5 separate regions of the Mus musculus genome follow, and regions 1, 2, 3 and 4 are each linked to region 5. Evidence: chromatin contacts called from public HiCAR-type, HiChIP or PLAC-seq and promoter capture Hi-C data. All regions are on one chromosome and are shown on one strand. Each heading gives the region's core, a stretch centred on a gene start, on an enhancer-like site or on the middle of the called end of the contact. The rest is flanking DNA. Distances are from core to core; before and after follow the strand shown. Region 1 holds the start of Gadd45b (growth arrest and DNA-damage-inducible 45 beta). Region 2 holds the start of Lsm7 (LSM7 homolog, U6 small nuclear RNA and mRNA degradation associated). Region 3 holds the start of Timm13 (translocase of inner mitochondrial membrane 13). Region 4 holds the start of Plekhj1 (pleckstrin homology domain containing, family J member 1). Region 5 holds the start of Pwwp3a (PWWP domain containing 3A, DNA repair factor).

Region 1 (2,700 bases), core at 109-2,608, 700 kb after region 5:
GAGGAAGCAGGATGCGTCACCAGACCCGGGATCGGGGGATCCGGGGATCCGGGGAACCGAGCCGCGCGGCCGAGGCCAGGACCCAGGCTGGCGGAGGAGGCGACTCAGGGTGATTCACCGGGAGCCCCCGTGCACCGTGGGAGAATCCCACGCGGGTCTATCTGCCTCGCTCGTGTCCTTGCTGTCGACTACCAGCCCTCAAGCTGTGGCTTGGAACGCCCTTGGAAGCCTCAGTTTCCATTTTGCATAATGCAGATATCAATTCCTTTGCCTGACAAATCTTGGAAAGATAAATGACACGCGTGGAAGAAGGGGCTTGTGCTTCATGCTACGCACTACAAAAATGCCAGGGACATAAGAGCGGCTGCCTTTCAGTCACCTCTCCCCGGGTCAGTACCCTTCGGGTTTTGCCACTTGGCTTCCCCCTCAGGGGTTAAGTGTGGCGAATCGATCTGAGGATAGACGGTGAGGCAGCCGGCAGGGGGCAGGGTCACTCCGCAGAGCGTCTGGAGGGCTCTTCACCTGCGCCTCCCGTGCACACGTGAAATTCTCGGGGTGCCGGGAGGAGGGAGAAAGGGTTCCGGATCTCTCCCCCTGCGATCCCTTAGTGCTCTGCAGCCAGGACCCCTGGGGCACCGCCAAGCCACCTACCACGACCACTAGGAAGCTTCCTGTGTGCCTCTCCTCCCGCGACCCTGGCCTTAGAGGGCTGAGCGTTCTCAAAGCACCTTCGTGCTGGCGATGCTAGGGTGCCTTGGTAGTTCTCACTTTGGGGAGAGGATCCCACCGTCCTCAAACTTACCAAACGTTTACTGTATACCCTAGACGTTATTTAAACACTCTCCAACTCTACAAGGCCGGCAGAACACTTAGTAAGCCTCCTGGCGCATGCACATCCCTTCTTTCAGAGCTTGGGAAAGGCTAGGGACTCTCCGGGGACAGCGAGGGGATTCCAGACAGCCCTCCCCGAAAGTTCAGGCCAGCCTCTCGCGCTGGAAACCCCGCGCGCGGCCTGCGTAGCGCGGCTGCCGGGAAATCAGGAGAGAAACTTCTGTGGTTTTTTTTTTTTTTTTTTTTTTTTTTTTTTTCTCTCTAGAGCTCTCTCTCTAGAGCTCTCTGGCTTTTCTAGCTGTCGCCGCTGCTGGCGTTCACGCTCCTCCCAGCCCTGACCCCCACGTGGGGCCGCCGGAGCTCCGAGCTCCGCCCTTTCCATCTCCAGCCAATCTCAGCGCGGGATACTCGGCCCTTTGTGCATCTACCAATGGGTGGAAAGCGCATGCCTCCAGTGGCCACGCCTCCACCCGGGAAGTCATATAAACCGCTCGCAGCGCCCGCGCGCTCACTCCGCAGCAACCCTGGGTCTGCGTTCATCTCTGTCTTCTTGGATTAATTTCGAGGGGGATTTTGCAATCTTCTTTTTACCCCTACTTTTTTCTTGGGAAGGGAAGTCCCACCGCCTCCGGAAGGCCTCCGACACTTCTGGTCGCACGGGAAGGTTTTTTTGCCTCTTGGGTTCGTATCTGGACTTGTACTTTGCTCTTGGGGATCTTCCGTGGGGGTCCGCTGTGGAGTGTGACTGCATCATGACCCTGGAAGAGCTGGTGGCGAGCGACAACGCGGTTCAGAAGTGAGTACAACAGAGGCTGAGGTCTTCTCGCCCGCCGCCTGAGGTCTGCGGGGCTGTCATCGGCTAATCTCCCCATTTGGCCTTTTAGGATGCAGGCGGTGACTGCCGCGGTGGAGCAGCTGCTGGTGGCCGCGCAGCGTCAGGATCGCCTCACCGTGGGGGTGTACGAGGCGGCCAAACTGATGAATGTGTGAGTCAGCACCCCCCTTTCTCGGGCGTGGGTGGGGGCGCCCCTCTGATGCACGCGCGCTCCAACATCCCTATAGGGCTCGGGGCTTTGGGGGACTTTCCCAGCGCTCTCGGTTTTGGGGAGTGGAGGGCGACATTTCTCAGAGAATTTTTTTTGGGGAGGAGGAAAGAGAGTCGCTGCAGAACCCTGACTTCGCAAGTTTGAGGTTTTGTGTTTTTTGTTTTGACAAGGCAACCCCAGTAACTTTGGACTATGTGCTTCCTCCCCCACCGCCATCAGTATTTGCATAGTCGGCCACCCCAGCACCCGTGCAGTACTGCGGCTGGGGGGCTGTTCTTATATACACTCCTGATGCACGATGGGTCTTGTCCACCCTTCCCGCCTGCGGTTCCTGGAGCTCATATCCCCCTATCCCACCCCGTGCACGGTGACACCCGCTCCTGGTCTGACGACCCCCTGACACTCCTTCTCTCCTGCAGGGACCCCGACAGCGTGGTCTTGTGCCTCCTGGCCATAGACGAAGAAGAGGAGGATGATATCGCTCTGCAGATTCACTTCACCCTGATCCAGTCGTTCTGCTGCGACAATGACATTGACATCGTCCGGGTATCAGGCATGCAGAGGCTGGCGCAGCTCCTGGGGGAGCCGGCGGAGACATTGGGCACAACCGAAGCCCGAGACCTGCACTGCCTCCTGGTCACGGTGAGCCCTCCCCCCCCCCACGTCTCTGTCTCTCTCTCTCCCCGCCCCACCCACCCGTCCTGGTCACCTGGGTCCCGTGTTTGTCAACATAGCTGGGCTGGCTGGTCCAGCACCAGCTCAGTGCCCAGCCATGCTTGGCATGTCCCGTGGGCTGCCTAGTCACCCTGGCAGCTATTTTGAG
Region 2 (2,700 bases), core at 27-2,526, 630 kb after region 5:
TGAGTAAGTAAGTGTGGTGGCCTAGTCACTGTGACTCCAACCCTCTTCTTTCCAGTATGGAAGGTGCTATATAGTGTCCATAAAACTTTATTGTCACCCATCCATGCAATCTGAAACAGTCTCCCCCCCCCCCCCCAGGGTCTCATGTGCCCAAGCTGGTCTCAGACTCACTAGGCAGCCTGATCCTCCTGTCTTACCCCTAGTGTTGGAATGCCAGGCTTATACAACCACGCCAGGTTTACACGGGGTTGGGAATAGAACTCAGGGCTTTATGCATGCTAAACCAGCAATCTACCCACAGACATACAGCCCCACCCATGGTTGATTCTTGGAGACAGATCTTGCTACATAACTTAAACTGGCCTGGAACTTTCAATCCTTTCATTGGGAAACCTTCCAGGTTCCTGCTGTGTCCAGGTGCTTAAGAACAGGGCTTCCTATCACCTCCTTCCACCTCCTCGTGGGTCCTGGCCCCTTCCTTCAGGATCCATCCATACTGGTCTGGGTGCTAATCTCACTTGACTCCTTTCCTGGGGCTCTGTTTCCCCACCCACAATAGGGGCATACCTTTCAATGGTACACAATAGCCCAAGCCATTATTGGAACGCCTGTACTAGGTGGCTTCCCTTGCTTGCTGTGACCTCAGCCAAGCTCTGTGTCAGGGAGCCCTGCGGTAGGCACTCACCTTCCCGGCCACCCTGGAACTTCACCCGAATGGTCTTATCGATGTACTTGGAGAGGTCCAAGATGCTTTCTTTCTTCTTTTTCTCTTTGTCCTGCTGGGAGGTGGGGCGCTGAGGAGAGAGGTCCAGCCTCCCCATATCCCTGTAGCCTGGGCATGGCACCCAGGGACTCCTTTCCAACTCAGGCTCCCAGAACCCTGGGTGCATCCTCACCTCCAGTGTCTGCCTAATTGAATGCTATGCCCGAGTCTGCATTTCTGTCTGCATGCCCACGTCCTCATCTGCATCCCTGGATACCCCATCTGCACTGTTTCCTGTACGCACCCCTGTCTGCCTGGTCTGCAACCCCCACGTTCCGCGTCTGCATCCTCATGTCGGTCGTCTGTTTTTCATGTCACCTGGTCTGTACCCATGGCTTCCGTCTGCAGTCCCACGTGGCTCCCATCCTTCAGCACCCTGTCTCCCTACTCTAGGGCGTCCGTCACTCTCCTTTCAGTCTTTCTGCTCTCGCTTCCACAGACCCTCGATCCCGCGGCCCTGCTTTCCACGATCTAGACATGCTCACCGCCATCTTGTCGCCTCACGTCGCTCTGCGCAGGCGCCGCCCCGCCCTTTTCTAACGCGGAGGCCTTTGCGCACGCGCAGCCTCGGCGCAAGCACGTTGCGGCGTCCCGAAGGCGTTGCCAGGAAACCTTCCGCCTAGAGCTGCGGGGGGACCGGCGGACATGGCCGCGGCGCGGCTGGCCGCAGCTTTGCTGCTACTCGCGGCCCAGGTGAGCGCCACGGCCGATCGGCCCGGCCCCCCAACTCCTGACCGTGCCCTTGACCTTGCGGTCCACTCGCTCATTGCCACCGCAGACTTCTGGCGGGGCTTAGCCCGCCCTGCGCCCCGGGGCCCCAACCGCCGCCGCCGCTGTTCCTGCCAGCCTCAGTTTCCCCTTTTGCAGAATGGGGCGAGTTCCCGCGCTCCATCCCCGGGGCGTCCAGCGCGGCCCCCGAGGTGCATGCAGCCCGGCACCCCGGCTTCTGTTCTGTGACCTTGGGCGGAAGGGGGTCCCCACCTCAGGGTCGGTGCAGAACGCTGGGGACGAGCTTCTGCTGGGACGCCTCAGGTGTGCGCGGGGTGCGCCCTGGCAGGAGGCTGGCTTCTGGTGTGCTTTGCTTTCTGAGAGAGGTGGCATGCTGGTCTCGAACTCGGCGTAGTCCAGGCTAGCCTTGAACTCACTATGTAACCCATGTTGGCTTCACACTCACTCTGCAGTCCAGGCTGCCCTCCAACTTGCTCCGCAGCTCAGGCTGGCCTCCAGCTCGCTCTGCAGTCCAGGCTGGGCTCTGACTTCCCATGTTGCCCTGGCTGTCCCTGTGCACCCGGTGAGGCTTGGCTAACCTGGAACTCAAAGCAAAACACCGGCCTAGTTATCTCACGCGCCGCATCGCAACTCCTGGCTTAGTAGAGTCCTTTCTTGTTTTGTCTTTGTGGCTCCAGCCTTCAGTCCCAGATCCTGGAGTGTTGCATCCTTGGGTCTTGGGCCGGTTTGAAGGGTGGCCAGTGCGTCCTGCTACTGTGTACGCTCTTGTCTTGTGAAACAAGAGCCCAGGTCATTTTTAAAAATACTTTTTCTTTTCCTTTTTGAGATTACAGACTTTTGTGACAGGGTCTCCCTGTATGGCCCAGGCTGGCGGTGGGCTTGCAGCTCTGCCTCAGCCTCCCCGGTGCTGCCACAACTGGCTGGCATGTGCCTCCTTGATTGGCTAAGCTTTAAGGCATTCCTCACACATGTGGTTCCTGGGCTCTCCACCATGTGGCCAACATCTCTCTTTGGCTGCTTTTATCCCCACATCCTGTTCTTGGCTGAGCATGAGCTTTTGAAAGTGTGTCAGGGCTTGCTGCATCTGGCCAGTGGGCCAGGGCTCTACATCATATTTAGCAGGCCACTGTCCTCTGGAAACTGCCCTCTTTGTGCAGGTGCCGTCCACCAAGGCTATTCTGGTTTCTCCTTGTCTTTTTTTTTTTCTT
Region 3 (2,718 bases), core at 117-2,616, 670 kb after region 5:
TCTCATGTACCAATCCTCTTGCCTCCACACTTAACCCACCCTCAAGTGCTGGGCAGACAGGTGTGCACCACACTTGGTTTATTCAGAGTTAAGGTCAGCACCCTGGGCCTCATGCATGATAGGTGAAGGCTACATGAAGCCTTGCTTCTTAACCTCGGCTGGTCTCCCCGGGATGACCAAACACCTGAGATCATGCTCCGAATTCCCTGAGAGCCAGCAGCCCACTGACCCCAAGGGGAAAGATACCCTGGGAGGTCTGGGCCTACTCAGGGGAAGGGACCTGAAGCAGTGAGGTGACACGCCTGCTTTACTGCCCCAGCAGCGATTTATTGGCCTGCTCTCCTGAGGTCACAGGTCAGTGGGGCCAGCCAGATCCCTGTGCTCTGTCGGGTCCTCACTCTCTTCTGAGATTGAGCTGGACGCAGCAACCCAGGGGAGAGGCCTCGATCCCCAAGCCCTCCATGCTGCCAGACTTCAGGGCGGCTAGGAGGAGACACCCTAACTGGCAGGGAAAACAGTTCAGACCATAAGCACGGTGTCCCGAGGCACAGGTCCCGGTCACATGTTGGCTCGTTCCCGCTGCAGTCGAGAGTTGTAGGCGCGGGACACGGTATTCCAGGCGTCCATGTAGCGGTCCATGCACATGGCGATGCATTTCTGCAAAGCGTGGAGGGGGATCCCTGACTGACGGTCACACGACCCGAGGATCACCCATGAAGGCTGCACCGATCTAGGCACAGAAGCCGGGTCCTCACCCCGCGCACGCGCACAACTTCCTCAGTAGCTAAGGCTAGAGGCCGCGCACGCGCACATCTCTCAACCTCCTAGACGCTCCTGACCCCGCGCCCCTCACCACCCCGGGTTCCCGAGATGTCTCACCTGCTCCGAGTTATCCAAGGAGCCCCCGGGCTTCCCGATGCACTTCCGGAAACACTTGTCCGTCATTCTCTGTGGACACACGCGAGGTCTCAGCGGGGACTCACCCGGGGAACCCCGCCACCAACCCCGGCGCGCCCCGCACCTGGAGCAGCTCCTGCGCGTTGGCCACGGCGATCTGCACTTTCACCTGCTCCATAATGGCCCCCGGGTCCAGCTTCCCGCCACCCGTGCCGCCAAAATCCGAGCCGAAGCCGCTGTCCATGGCTGCTCAGTCAACCGGGCCACGGTCGCGCACACCGACCATACGCCCCGGAAGCCAAGCCGGGGCACCACGGGAAACAGAGGCTGAGTCGATTCCCACAAGGCAGCGCGCGTCGTCAGCAGTCTGACAAAGCTGCGGCCTGAGTCACCATGGAAACAAGTTAAACTACACCTCCCACAAACCCGTGCGCGCCGTGCACTCTGACCTCGGAGGCTCTATGGGAAACTGCAAACTCCTGCTCCCACAAGGCTGTGCGCGCCGTCCCTAAGCACTGTCCTTTGGCTTCTAGAAAGGAAGGAAACCCGAACCACAATTCCCAGAAGGCTGTGCAACTTCCCGCGTGAGCCCACTGACTTTTGACGCCCTGGCAAGGGCTGGACCAGGGTCATTTTGTCCTGGACCTCCCCGCTGCGCATGCGTACAATATAAAATCCTCGCTGCTTTTTTTTTTTTTTTTTAATATGTTTTTTTTTTAAAGTTATACGGATGGTTGTGAGCCACCATGTGGTTGCTGGTATTTGAACTTCGGACCTTCGGAAGAGCAGTCCGGTGCTCTTACCCACTGAGCCATCTTACCAGCCTGCTGCTCCTATCTTAATCTGAAGATCTACTCTGAGGCTGCAGTTAAAGTCAATGTTTATTTGAGTATACAAAAGTTTCCAGTTGTAAAATGTATATTACAAATCATAGGCGTAAAAGAAAAGGTGGAACACACGTTTGGCATGCATCTTATAAAAGAAACAATCTGTAGAGCTGAGCGATGTGCGCAGTGCCGGCGGCTCCCCAGCAGCAGTGCCACTCCGGTAACCATCTCACCTAGCCAGGGCCAGAAACAGACCCCTGAGGACCTGCAGATTACTCTAGACCTGCTCCTCAAATACAAGGAAGCTAGCTCCAGTGCAGAGTACACCTGCCCTGTGGGCAAGGCAGCAGAGCTGCGCAGTGACTGCAGCCAGCCATAACTATCCAGGATCCAACGCCGGTCACAAAGAAAACGGAGGTATCTAGAAGCAGGAGGTGGCTGGTGGGTTCTGGAGGTTGGTGGCAGTGGTGGCATCCTGTGGCCAAGAGCTCTTGCCTTGGGGGAAGACTAGGCCTGGACTCTTCCTACCATCAGCTGTGCCAGGAGAGAGAAAGAACTCGCCCTAGCTCAGTAAAGGAAGCTGCCAGTTGTGGCAGCTCCAGGCCTGAACCCCCAGAGCATCATCCCAGTGAGCTGCGTTACTGACCGATGTAAAAAAATAAATATTCTTTAAAAAAATACCATGTGTCAGTGGTGGGGAGGTGACAGGTGAAACTGGCTGGCTCCTGGCACTAAGTTGCAGGGAAGCAAGTTTCCAGGCCTTGCCATCGAGGTGGGGCACAGAGGGGCCACACAGTATTCATACAGGAGAGGCCAGGAGCATAGCTAGTGTGGCCACACTCATGTGAGCAGTCACTGGCTGGGAACCTGCAGCCTTTGCTCCTGAAGGCACAACGCCCACGGTTTGCCTGTCCCCTTCAGTCTTAGGATGGGAGGCGTCGTCCCATGTGTGAACTCGCTCCTCCTTGGTCCTCCGCTTTAGAAGGGACTAGAA
Region 4 (2,700 bases), core at 132-2,631, 570 kb after region 5:
TGGGACCCTACTGCCAAGCCCAATGACCAGCGTTTTATGCTGGAGACCTACATAGTGGAAGATGAGAACCAACTACTCAAGTTTCCCTCTGGCCTTACTGGCATACTCACACCCCAAAACACGTGTGCACTCGTGCAAGAAGGAGAAAAGAGGGGTACAGATAAAGAACCCCACTGGATAATATAGGTAGACATGATGCCCAAATCTCTACAAGATACTGTAAAGTTCTCGTTAGGGAAGAAGGCTGAGACAGGCCTTAAAGCCTGCCCGTACCCTACCCGTGGCAGAGAGGGCGGCAGAGACTGTTCCTGCTATACACCCCACGTTCGCAGACTGCACCTCTCTCAGTTGGGAACGGGCAGAGGGGTCGGAGAAGAAACTAAGCGAGAACCAGACCCAGTGGGCACTCTGAGTGATAGCTGGGCCAGTCCTGGGCCACCAGCGGACGCGGGATCCAGGACAAACGTAGGCTCCTAAGGGAGTAAAAAGGATCGGGTGTGCGGAGCAGAGTCCGGGATGGAAACTTACTGATGGAGAAGCCGCCCGGTTCTTCCTGGGCCACTCTGCAGCGCTCCAGCAACAGGGCTCCGAGGGGCTGCGCGAGACACGGCCATGAGCGCCGGCCTCCGGGCCGCGCGGGTCCCCCGCGCCCCCCACGCCCCTACCTCGGCCTCGTCCGGGCGGAAGTAAAAGAGGAAGTTGACCACCAGCTTCACCAGTCGCCGCTTGGCCACTGTAGGCACAGGGCGGTGTCAGCGCGGAACTGTTCTCATTCGCCCACCCAGGAACCGCGCCGGCCCGCCCAAGTGCCCCAGCCGCAGCCCCGACTGGCTCACCGCTGCCCTTCTTGGGGCCCCGCATGCCCAGCTCGGCCGCCATCTCTGCCGGCTGTCGGGACAGCGCCTGCAACTCTTTCTCGTTGTACCGCATCCCGCCGCACGGATCCGCGCGAACCAACACGCGCCCTGCCTCTCGGCCGCCGTCCTCCCCGAAGCCGCAGCCAGCGCCACAAAAGTCTCAGAGAGCGATCTCGGAAGTCCCAACCCGGTTACTGCGCCTGCGCGTTGTTGGGCTGGTTGCGCGGCCCTAATTTATGGGTCTGCGCGGTTGAACAGAGTCAGACGGGAAGGAGATGGCCCGTCCTTAAATAACCGCCAGACATACTAAGCGTGAGGTGTAAGTTAGACTCAGAGCACTCCACGATGAGCGAAGCGCCTTCCTGGGCCGGTGAACCCTAACGCTTTCCTCTTGTCACGATAGCCGGCGCCGCTAGACTTAGGGCGGAGCGAAACTGTGCGGTCGCTGCAGTGAGCACGCGCACTCTGCGCCCCGACGCTCCTTTCTCTCCCGCCTACCGAAGACGGAAGTCCATCCGCTGGGCCTGCGCACACACGAAACGCCGACGCCTTTGCTCCCGGAAGGGATCGCTTCGTCGGTCGTGCGCACGCGCGCGGCGAAACCGCGGCCTTGGCGGAGATTAAACCCGGATAGCGAGGCCTTAGCGTTGGTGAGGAGCTGCACAGTTTGTCGGTGGCGGCTGCTCCGTCGGGGAGGCTTGAAGGTGGGAGCGAAAGCCCGGGGGCGGGACGGGGAGAGGCAGCGGCCGCCCTCTTGCCTCAGGATCGGCGCGCGCCCGCCGGGAGAGCGCGCTCTCGCGAGGCCCGTTGGGTCGCCGCGTGATTGCTGGCTTGGGTGGCGCTTCTGTGGCCTCCAGGGTGGTTCGGGGTGTCCGAGTGGCGTCTCGGCGTGTATTTTGACCTCCTTGGTTGTTTCCGTTTCCACCTTCGTTAATCGGGGCCCTGGCGACCACTGCTCCTGTCCACCGGAGCAGGTCCCTTGCTGGGATTGAAAGATAACGGTATCTGCACATAAAAGGGATTTGTCCTGGGACCAGGCCTCCTCCCAGACCATTACCTTAACATATACCACGTCTCTGTCCTTATTGATCGTTCATCGGTAATCTTACGGTAGTCCGTGAGGTTGCGCATCTCCCGTCCCTGCGTCCTGGCCTCCTGTCCCAAGTTTCACGTGTGAGCCCCTCCAGTCATCGGCACAACTTTTCATTTATTTCAGACAGGGTCTCACTGCTTAACTGGGGCTGACCTGCAACTCGGTGTGGAAACTTGGCCGATTTCCAGTTCACAGACATTGCCATGCCTCTGCCTTCTCTCGCATAGTGGGACTTACAGCATGAGCCACCACACTTGGCTGTTTTGATTGGTTTTAAGGAATCGAGGGTTTATTTTGGCTGATGGTATGAAGGTGCGGTCTGCCGTGGTGGTCGTGTTGCAGCAGTAGTCAGCAAGCAGATAAATGCCCTTCCCCGCGTTTTTAAAGATTTTGTTTTAATGTGTCTGTGTGGAGCTTTGTGTGTGAGTGGGGTACCCATAGGGTCCAGAAAGGGATATCAGAGTCCCTGGAGCCTACCGCCACCCTTTTTTCTTTTATCTGAGATAGGATCTCACTGCACAGCCCGGTTTGGTCTCTAACACTAACCTAACCATCTTCCTACCTTGGATAAAGAAATGGGATGAGAAGTGTACACCACCACGCCCTACGTTTTCTGTGTTTCCTGGGGTTGGGAACTGTTGGTGGGCGTTTGCAGAGCTTGGTGCCCCATCCACAGAGCAAGCAGTGTGCTCACCCAGGCCCCAGTTTTGTTTTGCTTTTCTAAGATTTATTTATTTATAATGAGTACAC
Region 5 (2,700 bases), core at 165-2,664:
TCCCATGCATCCCACGGACACGCTCACACCACCCACTCACCCACATCCCCTCCACCACGCATAACCTCCAAGCTTATGCAGACCAGTAATGCTTGGTGGTGACAATGTGACAATCCTCACTTCAAGAGAATTACCTGAGAATCAGTGGCCTAGAACACACACACACTGCCCACTTTGGCCAGTGCTGTCAGGAGACCCTAGTACTGCCATCTAAGCTTCTGGGCCTGGGATTCCTGACCCCATGTCACTTGTGGCACAAGCCACCATCCTAATGACACCCAGGGTGCAGGCCCGTCATCTCACCTCTGTGGCCAACAACAACACTTGTTCTCCATCTGTAATAAGCACAGTAGAAAAACACTTAGGTTGGAGAGATGGCTCTTCCAGAGGATGGAGGTTCAAATCCCAGCACCCACGTGGCCCCTCACAACTTCCTGTAGTACTCCAAGATCTGATGGCTTCACACAGACATGCATGCAGGCAAACGCCAATGCGCATGAAATGGGAATAAGTAAACCATTTTAAAAAGGAAAAACAGTCATGAGAGACCAGGTCAGTGACATTGCTCAGGTGAGCAGCCTAACTGCCTTAGTTAAGAATTTGAGTGTGAACCTCACCTGCAGTGGTGGCACACGCCTTTAATCCCAGCATTTGGCAGGCAGAGGCAGGTAGAGTTTGAGGCCAGCCTGGTCTCTACAAAGTGAGTACCAGGACAGCCACAGCTATACAGAAAGATCCTGTCTCAAAAAAACAAAAACAAAAACATTTGTCGGCAGCCAAACTGGAAACTTCCAGTTCTAGAAAAGTCCATGGATACAGGTCCTGGATGCAGCCCCCCTCCCTCCCAGTCGCTGACTATGCTTGGGGACCTAGGTATGAGGCCATCTCACATTCTATTTTCCACTTCAGGACTTGGGCATCCTCACTGGATGGCTTTTTTTTTTTCCCACATAGGTGGGATAACTTCCTTCTGGGGTGGGAATCGGGTTACTTCGGAAGCTGGAAGGTACTAGAAGTCTGTGAGGAGCTCGTGAGGCCTTCGCCTTCCCAACCCCCCTCTGTCTTCGCATAGCTGCTCGCAGGCGGAAATCTGTCTGGAAAAAGGGCCCACTTTCCGTCTCAGGAACCATTGCAGGATGTAGGAAAACTGGGGCGTGGACTACGGGCTGAGGCGTGGTCTAGGGAGGCCGCCGCCGTCTGTGGGAGGGGCCATGATGTGAGCTCCATCTTCTTATTGGCCAGCAGCGGGGGGTGGGACTTGGAGCGGGCCTCCCGGTCTACCCTGCCTCGGGCCCAGGGGGAGCCCTCGCCGCGCACTCCACAAGTTGGGCAGGAGGGAAGGCGGTGGAGGGCGTGACCGATGGGCTGAGGCGTGGCCCGCAGGAGGTGGCGCGCTCTTGGGGGGCGGGGTCGAGGCGCAGGTACGCAGTTCCCATTGGGCGGCGGCGCGGGCGGGACTCGGCGCCGCTGTGAGGCAGGCCCCGCCCCTAGCCCGCGGGGATCTGCGCGGCGGCGGAGGCGGTGAGCGCGCGGGCTTGCGGCGGCGGTTGGCGGGCGGGCTTCCGCCGTTGGGACCGCCGCGGCCTGGTCGCTCAGGCTCGGACGCCGCGTCAGGCGGGCTGGGTGGGTGAGCCCGCTGCGGCCTGGGGAGGGCCGGGCGGGGTGCAGGCGGAGAGCCTGGGGAAGGGCGGCGGCTGGGCTGGACCAGCTGGGCCGCGTCCGGTTCTGCGCAGGGCCCACGTGCGGCCGAGGCCCCTGGGGGGCTGAGAACCTCGTTTCCTGGTGCAAACCCTGTGTTTCTGACCTAAGTCCCCTTCTCTGCAGCCTGAGCCCCATCCCTGCCGAGAGCCTCGTATTTCCGGCCTGATCCCTATCTTCTGCAGCCTGAACCCCGTATTTCCGGCCTTATATCTCTCTTCTGCAACCTGAGCCCCGAGTTTCCTACCTTATACCCCTTTTTTGCAGCCTGAACCCGTGTCCTTGCTAAGACCCCGAGTTTCCTGCTGGAGGCCCCTTATTGACCGGATACCTCGACCTCTGCAGTATCAACCCAACATTACACACATACACACACACACCCCGTGCCGCCTGAATCGTGAATTTACTGCTTGGTACCCTGTCTCAGCAGCCTGAATTTATGTCCTTGCTGAAAATTCTGGATTTCTTGCCTTATTTCTTCCCTTTGACCCCCTCTCTGCAGTCTAAGCCCCCAATTTGCTGCTCGAACCTTATCCCTGTTGTGAACTCTGAGTTTCATGTCAGAATCGCAGTCTCCGCGCCCAAACTCCCTCTAGCCTGACCTCCCATTCATTGCTGTAAACCCTATATTTCCTGCTGAACTCAAGTTTCTGCAGCTTGAATCTCAGTTCCTCTGTGAACCCCATCTTTGTTTCCCTACTGCAAACCCCACCTCTTTTACCTGACTCCTACCTGAACCTCTTTCTTTGCTATGGACATATTTGCTGCCCAAACCCCAGTCCTTGTTACCTGAGCCTCATCTTTTGTTGTCTGAGTTCCCATAACGCTGCAGAGCCCTTGTTATCTCCTGAAACCCCACCCTGCTTTAATGAACTCCCATCCTTGCTGGGAACCCTGTTCCCCCAACTCTGCTGCCTGTAATCCCTCTGGAAAACCTTTCCTGCTTCTACGATCCCTTCTACTACATAAACCCTTGTTTCTGCTGGTAGTTCCCTTGTTCCT

Evidence for each region. Promoter capture Hi-C pulls out the DNA fragments that hold promoters and counts their contacts. HiCAR-type assays count read pairs that join an accessible place to other places. HiChIP or PLAC-seq counts read pairs in DNA pulled down with a chosen protein or histone mark.
Region 1: a contact with region 5 is called in an H3K27ac HiChIP or PLAC-seq map of bone marrow-derived dendritic cells, with 2.9 times the contacts expected there. The contact joins the promoter of Gadd45b here to the promoter of Pwwp3a in region 5. A contact is called at or near these places in 2 of 39 promoter capture datasets (liver and pre-B cells) and 2 of 115 datasets of contacts at active chromatin or transcription factors (bone marrow-derived dendritic cells and bone marrow-derived macrophages).
Region 2: a promoter capture Hi-C map of liver shows a contact between it and region 5, with 2.2 times the contacts expected there. The contact joins the promoter of Lsm7 here to the promoter of Pwwp3a in region 5. A contact is called at or near these places in 2 of 39 promoter capture datasets (liver and pre-B cells) and 1 of 9 other capture datasets (liver).
Region 3: a contact with region 5 is called in an HNF4G HiChIP or PLAC-seq map of pancreatic cancer cells. The contact joins the promoter of Timm13 here to the promoter of Pwwp3a in region 5. A contact is called at or near these places in 2 of 39 promoter capture datasets (liver and pre-B cells), 1 of 115 datasets of contacts at active chromatin or transcription factors (pancreatic cancer cells) and 2 of 9 other capture datasets (liver and macrophages).
Region 4: a HiCAR-type map of astrocytes shows a contact between it and region 5, with 2.0 times the contacts expected there. The contact joins the promoter of Plekhj1 here to the promoter of Pwwp3a in region 5. A contact is called at or near these places in 1 of 39 promoter capture datasets (pre-B cells), 3 of 115 datasets of contacts at active chromatin or transcription factors (astrocytes, microglia and pancreatic cancer cells) and 1 of 9 other capture datasets (liver).

The regions. Positions count from the first base shown.
Region 1 is chr10:80,928,733-80,931,432 of GRCm38.p6, forward strand. Gadd45b (growth arrest and DNA-damage-inducible 45 beta) reads left to right here and starts at 1,359. Exons shown (of 4, transcript NM_008655.1): 1 at 1,359-1,627; 2 at 1,716-1,817; 3 at 2,297-2,519. The coding sequence starts at 1,584.
Region 2 is chr10:80,853,933-80,856,632 of GRCm38.p6, forward strand. Lsm7 (LSM7 homolog, U6 small nuclear RNA and mRNA degradation associated) reads right to left here and starts at 1,277. Exons shown (of 4, transcript NM_025349.2): 1 at 1,249-1,277; 2 at 686-776. The coding sequence starts at 1,254. It overlaps Sppl2b (signal peptide peptidase like 2B), which reads left to right and starts at 1,343. Exons shown (of 15, transcript NM_175195.3): 1 at 1,343-1,456. The coding sequence starts at 1,409.
Region 3 is chr10:80,899,603-80,902,320 of GRCm38.p6, forward strand. It overlaps Timm13 (translocase of inner mitochondrial membrane 13), which reads right to left and starts at 1,367. Exons shown (of 3, transcript NM_013895.4): 1 at 1,022-1,367; 2 at 880-948; 3 at 1-657. The coding sequence starts at 1,141. The coding sequence ends at 559. It overlaps Lmnb2 (lamin B2), which reads right to left. Exons shown (of 12, transcript NM_010722.5): 12 at 1,761-2,718.
Region 4 is chr10:80,797,245-80,799,944 of GRCm38.p6, forward strand. It overlaps Plekhj1 (pleckstrin homology domain containing, family J member 1), which reads right to left and starts at 1,382. Exons shown (of 6, transcript NM_023900.2): 1 at 837-1,382; 2 at 666-733; 3 at 529-595. The coding sequence starts at 930. Sf3a2 (splicing factor 3a, subunit 2) reads left to right here and starts at 1,491. Exons shown (of 9, transcript NM_013651.4): 1 at 1,491-1,561.
Region 5 is chr10:80,225,184-80,227,883 of GRCm38.p6, forward strand. It overlaps Pwwp3a (PWWP domain containing 3A, DNA repair factor), which reads left to right and starts at 1,415. Exons shown (of 14, transcript NM_023431.5): 1 at 1,415-1,521.